2 separate regions of the Zea mays genome follow, and region 1 is linked to region 2. A link is a contact called in public Hi-C data. All regions are on one chromosome and are shown on one strand. Each heading gives the region's core, a stretch centred on a gene start, on an enhancer-like site or on the middle of the called end of the contact. The rest is flanking DNA. Distances are from core to core; before and after follow the strand shown. Region 1 holds the start of LOC100304327 (argonaute1c). Region 2 holds the start of LOC118476223.

Region 1 (3,253 bases), core at 345-2,844, 140 kb after region 2:
GTCACAAGCAAAGGAGAGACATAAGACAATGGTGGAAGTACTCTTCTCTTATTATTCATTATAGGGGCCATACATTTATTAGATAGAAAATAGAGTATATGTTACATTTAGTATTTGTCCACATAATCCTTCATGGGATTACTTAACATCTTTGTACTATATCCATTTTAAATTACAAGGCAACCTAGGTTTTTTGAAGAGTCAAAATTTCAAGTTTTGATCAAGGTTGTAGTGAAGTAGTAAAGATTTATTACATAAAATAGATGTACTATAAAAATATGATTTGTAAAGAATATAATGAAATTTATTTAATATAATAAATGTTGTTGTTTTACTATATAAATTTGGTTAAATTTAGAATACTGTGATTTTAAATTTTAAAATAATTTATAATTTGTGATGACGGAGTTATTTTTGTATTTCCTCAAACTTTTAGGGCTTGTTTGTAAAAAACTGGAGGGGGTTGGAGAGGATTTTAGCCCCTCCAATCTCTCTGGTTTTGTGGCTCACAAACCATTACCGGAGACAATAAAACCTGACCCCCCGGGATATTGTCTTCATTTTACTAAAAAAACAGTTTTCGCAACAATGGAGTATATTTTCTCGGACCATCCTATTCCGACAAATGATGCTCGGAAATACTGTTCCGCCAAAAGGAAAAAAGAAAAAAAAAGGAAGGTAACAATGACTTCTAAAAACTAGATGCTCCTGCAATTGCTATGGATGTAATCCAAACATAATCTTGCATTTTATGAGGTGCCAAGTTTGCAGTATTTCATAAATAAAGAAACTCAACCTCTAGGCCAGCCCAGCCCAGCCATATATACAACGTTTCTTCATTGGAATGTCAGGCAACATCGAGCAATTGGTGGGCTGGCGACAAAAGCGGACGAGAGGCTCCAGACCATATGAAACCATACCAGTCCCTTTCCAACAGCTGCAACTCGCGTGGACACTAACTAAAATCGTGTGGCACGGATTTATTTTAGGTGAGCGATCACGTACCTGCACATCGCTTCAGATAACTACCGCGCGTCGGATTACTCAAACGTCTGACTAGATCACAACTTGGTAAACCAGTGGCCTGATGAGATGGCTAGATGCCCCCTTCTATAAAACTTTTGCTAGTGCCGTCTTGTTTCGCTAGCTGGGGACGCTAGAAAGTGCAAATCTTGCAAGGCAATATATGTGCTGGCCGGGTCATTTCGACGCACCATAGTTGGTAAATAGGGCCAGTGGATAACCTTATTTAGCAAAGGTTCCTGTGGCTTGACCAGCTTTTTTTTTAATGGCGAATATGATCGAGATATGGTGGCAGCCCCATTTGGAGAGAAGGGGGCCCTCCACCTAACAGAAGATAAAGCTCGCCCATCGATCAGCTAATGGCTCTGATGGCTGACTGCTCATCGACACCATTAAGGCATTAGCAAGGAGCGAGCACGAGCAGCTAGCAGTAGCAAAAATGGAAGCCGCATAGCACCTGCACCGGCGCAATATTTTTTTCTCCGGGCCATCGGCAATAATTGGGCATATCTTGAAGCTTACATCACCGATATCTTTTGCTTACGACGAGGCCGAGGCCGAGGCCAGGTCCAGGGATGCAGCAGTGCAGATGAGCCCGAACCCGAGCCCCACCCAGCTCTTCCTCCCCTAGCAGCCAGCTATCGCTAGCTTCGCACAGCCACCAATAAGCCCCCCCTCCCCCGCGGCGGCATCTCTCTCCAGCTCGCTCGCTCGCTCGTGATTCACCCGCAGGAGCCACCCAGGCACGAGGGCCTATCTCTTCCCCTCGATCGGCAGACAGACGACGGAAGTGGCCGCGACCCGGGTGCCGGCCTTGTCTTTCGGCTTTCGCGCGCGGCGTGGACGATGTGTGACCTTGACATGGCGATGCGGGTGGAGAACAACGGGCGCCCCCGTCAAGGTACGCCCGTGTGTCCCCCACTCCTTCCTCATCTTCCCGCTTCCAGTTTTCGCCTTTTGCTCGCTTCTGCTGCTGCTACGGCTCTATCTGCTGTGCATGAGCATCTGCCTGTGTCGTCCCGTCCCTTCAGATCGCACAGTTTGCGTTCATGATTGTGCGCCGCTGGGCGCTAGCCATGGGGGGGCTCCTTTGACCGCGGCCTTTCGGCGTGGAGGAATCGCGCTCGCGGCTCGTGCACGTCGGTCCCTTCCCTTCATGTCTGTCTCGGCGCGCGACCTGTCGAGGGCGCTGTTCCTTCGCAATGGTCGCGCCCATGCCGGCCGATCGACTGGGTTTCGTCACATTACACTATTGGCGACCTACAGACTACAGCGACTGCGCTCGGGCCCTCGATGAACAACAGTTCGCCGACCGGATAGCTGCTGTGAGCCTAGCCTGTTCCTAGCTTTGGGTCGCGTCGTCGTTACCCGTCCGTCACCAGTGAAGTAAAGCCTGCGGTTAGTGAGATATGGGGGGGTAGACAAGCAACGTGCGGGCTGCTGTGGGTGAATGCATGGCAAGTTCAGCCAGCAGCCGAGCATAGAGCTTGACCGAGAGAAACAAGCCAGCAGCTTGTAAACAGGCGTGGAGCCAGTCAAACAGGACGCCACCAGCTACCTCGGACTCTCGGAGGACCCAATGCCAGTGTTAGCACGGCACGACTACAACACATGGATTGGATGGATCGTCTTTTTTTCACACTGCCGGGGGCTGCCTTGACGGCCATGCATGCCACAGCTGCTCACGGTCTGCTATTCATTCATGCATGCTGTAATGTCCCCACAGACATTAGCACCTCCTCACCTCCATTTGCTAAGAGTTAATAAACCTATTAGCAGGCGTGTTTCAGGACCTCATCTGCTAATTTTAGCTATAAGGGCCTCTCTAGAGCATCTATAGATAATTGTTAGCTACAATTAATTGTAAGTGTTTCAAGCTGGCCAGCTAAAATCTTAACTTATTGTCAGCTAGACCCCAATTAACAATTAGGATATGTTTGGTTGCAATGATAGAACAGGATAGGATGGAACTATCCCTCAAATAAGGTTGTTTGGTTTAGAATTAGGGATTGGAATAGTATTATCCCTCAAAATTTGAGGGACAAAAGAGGACGTCTCTATCCTGGTTGTCCCTAGTTGTTCCGCAACCAAACGCATCCTTAGTGACCGGGTTAGAACAACTAAAAGCAACTAAGCATGGCCAAAGACATTATTGTCCCTTATCCATTCAAAACTACACTTAGGTAGTGTTTGGTTCCGGAGCGAGTTGGGATAGAGCGACTCTATACCA
Region 2 (3,340 bases), core at 567-3,066:
CGCTAACAATATATATCTGCAAGACTACAAGTTGCCATTGCCTAGCACGGGCTTTGATTGACACACTAGCTAGGCTCCAAAAGGGCATCCCATGTAGTAGCTTCGCAAAGTGTTATTGGATCACGGGGAAGTTTAGTTATGTTTTTCCAACTACAGCTGGATAAAGTTAGCTTGGCGTCATCTATATTTAGTTGAGTTTTGACTAAGCTATATAAAGGCAGCAGAAGTCGTCTGTAATTTTTACTCTGCATATAGAAGTAAGCAGGAATATATGCGCCTCCTTAATTTTATACTCCGCAGTTTAGTAGTATTACTCAGGGTTAAACTGCAACCAAGCTACATGGGCCTACGCAATGAATTGGTTCCAGAGCAGGTAGCCAGGTACCACGACACTAGCTTGTATGGTGCAAAACTGATTTGGACTTTCAAGTCTTCAACAACTTTCTCTCCCAATCTCTAGATCTGATCGTGCAGCGGATAGTGCAGCATCATGTGCCTATAAGCTGGATACAATCTAGCGCAGGCCAATGGTGGATTCTGGAAACTGTCAGCTCTGTGGGGATGAAATCACATGAGACTGCCATATGGACGCCTTTGTTACGACTTGTGGTCAGGAACTCGGGATAGACGCAAGGGGGGGAAATTGATACTATCATGTAAGCGAACACAACGTGACTGACTGAAGAAATTGGTGGCTCCGAAAACGAATATAATATGCAATGTTATAAACCAAAATGTCAATAGCTCTGCCATCGTCATTATCGGATTCACATAACATATACAGTATAGCCCTTTTACCATAAGCCGCAGCCCGCAGGGTTTTCAAGCTTCTTTCCCTAGATGAATATGTCTTCACTGCACATGATGCGAAGTTCGGTTGGCTTCGGATAATCAGCAAGCGTATTTACACAACAATACCTGCTGTGAGTAGTAGATGGATATAAACATGGGCGCTACCTGTTGCAGTGCTGCTAGAAATCCTAGTTTACAAGAGCATGCAATGCTAGCTTAGCTTAATGAAGTGTTATGGCTCCACGATGGGATCAGTCGCTTTTACTAGCAGACAGAGATCGAATAAACACAGATCAGAACCAAAATATCAGAAAGATCAGCCTAACCTTGTTCTACTGGCATGGCACGGGACTAATTAAGAACCATTCAGCATGATCAGAACCCTTACCGAGCCCGTAACGTCTCTGGACCTTCCTTGGGAATGAAGAGTACATGAGTGATATTGGTTCGGCTCACATCACATCCAAATCCAACGGCAAGACTCGATCGAAGAAGGACATGAGCCGAAACAATACCACGCCATGTCGTCTCCTTCCTCCCGCATCACCCTCCCCCGCCCGGCCGCCATAGCTAGCATAGAGCTCTGGGACTGTGTTCTCTGATGATGCGTGCCTAAAGCAGCTATTTAATAGGGACTGGGAGGCGCGGGCGCTGGCCCTGGCCCTGGTGAAGCCACGTTATTAGCATCGGTCCGCATGCACCCTTAATTTCCTTTCTACTACCGGTCCGCATCCAGACGTCGTTGGAGCGGTTGTTCTCCGATAGTACACTGTATTTGGGGTGGAGAGAGGGATAGGGGTTATGGTGTTGTCCATATTAAGGATTTTCCCTTTATTAAATAAAAAGAGAGAGAAGGGGGCCAGTCGGGTGGGCCGCTACAAGGCCCATCTGACCGAGCAGCCCACCGGCTGGCAGGCGGCTAAGGCATGAAGAGACCACGGCTTGGAGATCGTGGAGGACGAGCAGAGCAAAAATTTGCTTCCTGGCGGCGCTCTGCAGGTGGTTAAGGGCTCGCCCGAGATCCATGGCGCCCTCTGCTCAATCTCCTCGAGCCTGGCTTCTTAAGTATGGAGATTTTCTCCCTGCTGGGTATCTAGCCGAAAAATCCCAGCTCTCTGTTCCTATTTCTCCTCTCGATTCTAGTCACGGTTTGGATCGATTCCTTCGATTCTTGGTGTTCTGGTGTAAATCTTGCTGGTGGAAGGTGGAGGGAGCACTGCTTGTGCGCAGTGAGGTTCTCCTGCTCTCTGTTGTTCCATCTGTGCACCTGTGTGGTGCGCAGTCTGTACTGATTATTGTCCACCGTTGCCTGGTGCCTGGGCTCCCTGCTGCGCGGTGTTCGTCTTCTCGGGCTGGTGCCGTGGACGTCTCCTTCGGCTCCGGCAGCGGCTCTAGTATCTCCGTCAACCTCCCGCCGTGCAGGCCCGGACGTGGGCGGCGGAATTGGTTTTCTGGGACAGAACCTTGTGTTCGCTGAGCTGGTCTTCCCACGTAGACAATCTACGTGCTGTGAGTTATTCGTTGCCTCATTTTATTTACTGTTTAATTTTGTGCAATCTGCTAGTATTAAATACTTGGGTGTGATTGCACTGTTGTGGGCGGATTTGTGTGCTCGATGATGATAGCGGTGAAGTGAGACAGCGTGACAGTCTGGGTTTTAGTGTATTATCATTTTTATCATTGATATTATTTGTGCCTAATTAAATCTCTCTTTGTTGAGGCTGTTTACCTGTGTTAAATTCTGTTAATTTATTTAGTAGACAGCTCCTTTCTATCAGTATTTATATTTGATTATTAGGCTTATTACATCTGATCTAAAACCCTTATTTGGTAAGATACGACTGTCACGTTAGTCGAGGATCTCTAATCACCTCTTAGCGTTGGAGGGCTGTTTATTACAGCAACCCGCTATTTTGAGAGCAATAGTTTAAGATAAACAATTATGTTTATTTGTTTAATCTGCCTTCTTCATCTGCAAGCCATGTTTAATTATGAAATGGACCTGTGTAGCTATTTTACATGTTTACATGTCTTAGAATTGCTACTGTTCATTGCTGCTATAATTTCATATGGTATTTATCTGAGTTATATGATTGTTTTATTCGGAATTAAAATATTTAATATATTTAAATATGAAGGGAGCATGTCACTTATTTCTATAATATTACAACAATCCAGAAAACCAATCCGTATTATGGCCTCCAGTTCTGATGTCATTAAGCCTGAAGCGTTCGACGGCGCAAGCTTTAAGCGCTGGCAGATTAAGACTCGCATGTGGCTCACTGACCTAAAATTATTTTGGGTAGTGACGTCGGCTGTTCCCCAGGCTGCATCAGATGATTCTGATGATGCAGCGAAGGCCGCCGCACTAGCGGAGAAGGCTAAGTGGGACGAAGCCAATGAGGCATGCTTGTCTCGTCTGCTGAACGTCTTGTCGAACCGCTTATTTGATGTGTACTCTGGTTTTACCTCCGCCAAGGGTCTATGGACTGAACTTGAGAACGAGTTCTCTGAAGTTGACAATGGCAATGAGTCATTCACAACGGAA

What was found. Hi-C and Micro-C count contacts between places; a contact is called where the count stands out from the background.
Region 1: a contact with region 2 is called in a Hi-C map of tassel, with 3 times the contacts expected there. The contact joins the promoter of LOC100304327 here to the promoter of LOC118476223 in region 2. A contact is called at or near these places in 2 of 25 Hi-C or Micro-C datasets (ear and tassel).

What each region holds. Positions count from the first base shown.
Region 1 is chr2:18,375,255-18,378,507 of Zm-B73-REFERENCE-NAM-5.0, forward strand. It overlaps LOC100304327 (argonaute1c), which reads left to right and starts at 1,595. Exons shown (of 23, transcript NM_001361411.1): 1 at 1,595-1,924. The coding sequence starts at 1,870.
Region 2 is chr2:18,232,664-18,236,003 of Zm-B73-REFERENCE-NAM-5.0, forward strand. It overlaps LOC118476223, which reads left to right and starts at 1,817. Exons shown (of 4, transcript XM_035965046.1): 1 at 1,817-2,077. The coding sequence starts at 1,817. MIR171h (microRNA MIR171h) reads right to left here and starts at 1,332; the gene lies at 1,209-1,332. It overlaps LOC109943969 (a long non-coding RNA gene), which reads right to left and starts at 1,420. Exons shown (of 2, transcript XR_002267099.1): 1 at 1,181-1,420; 2 at 1-921.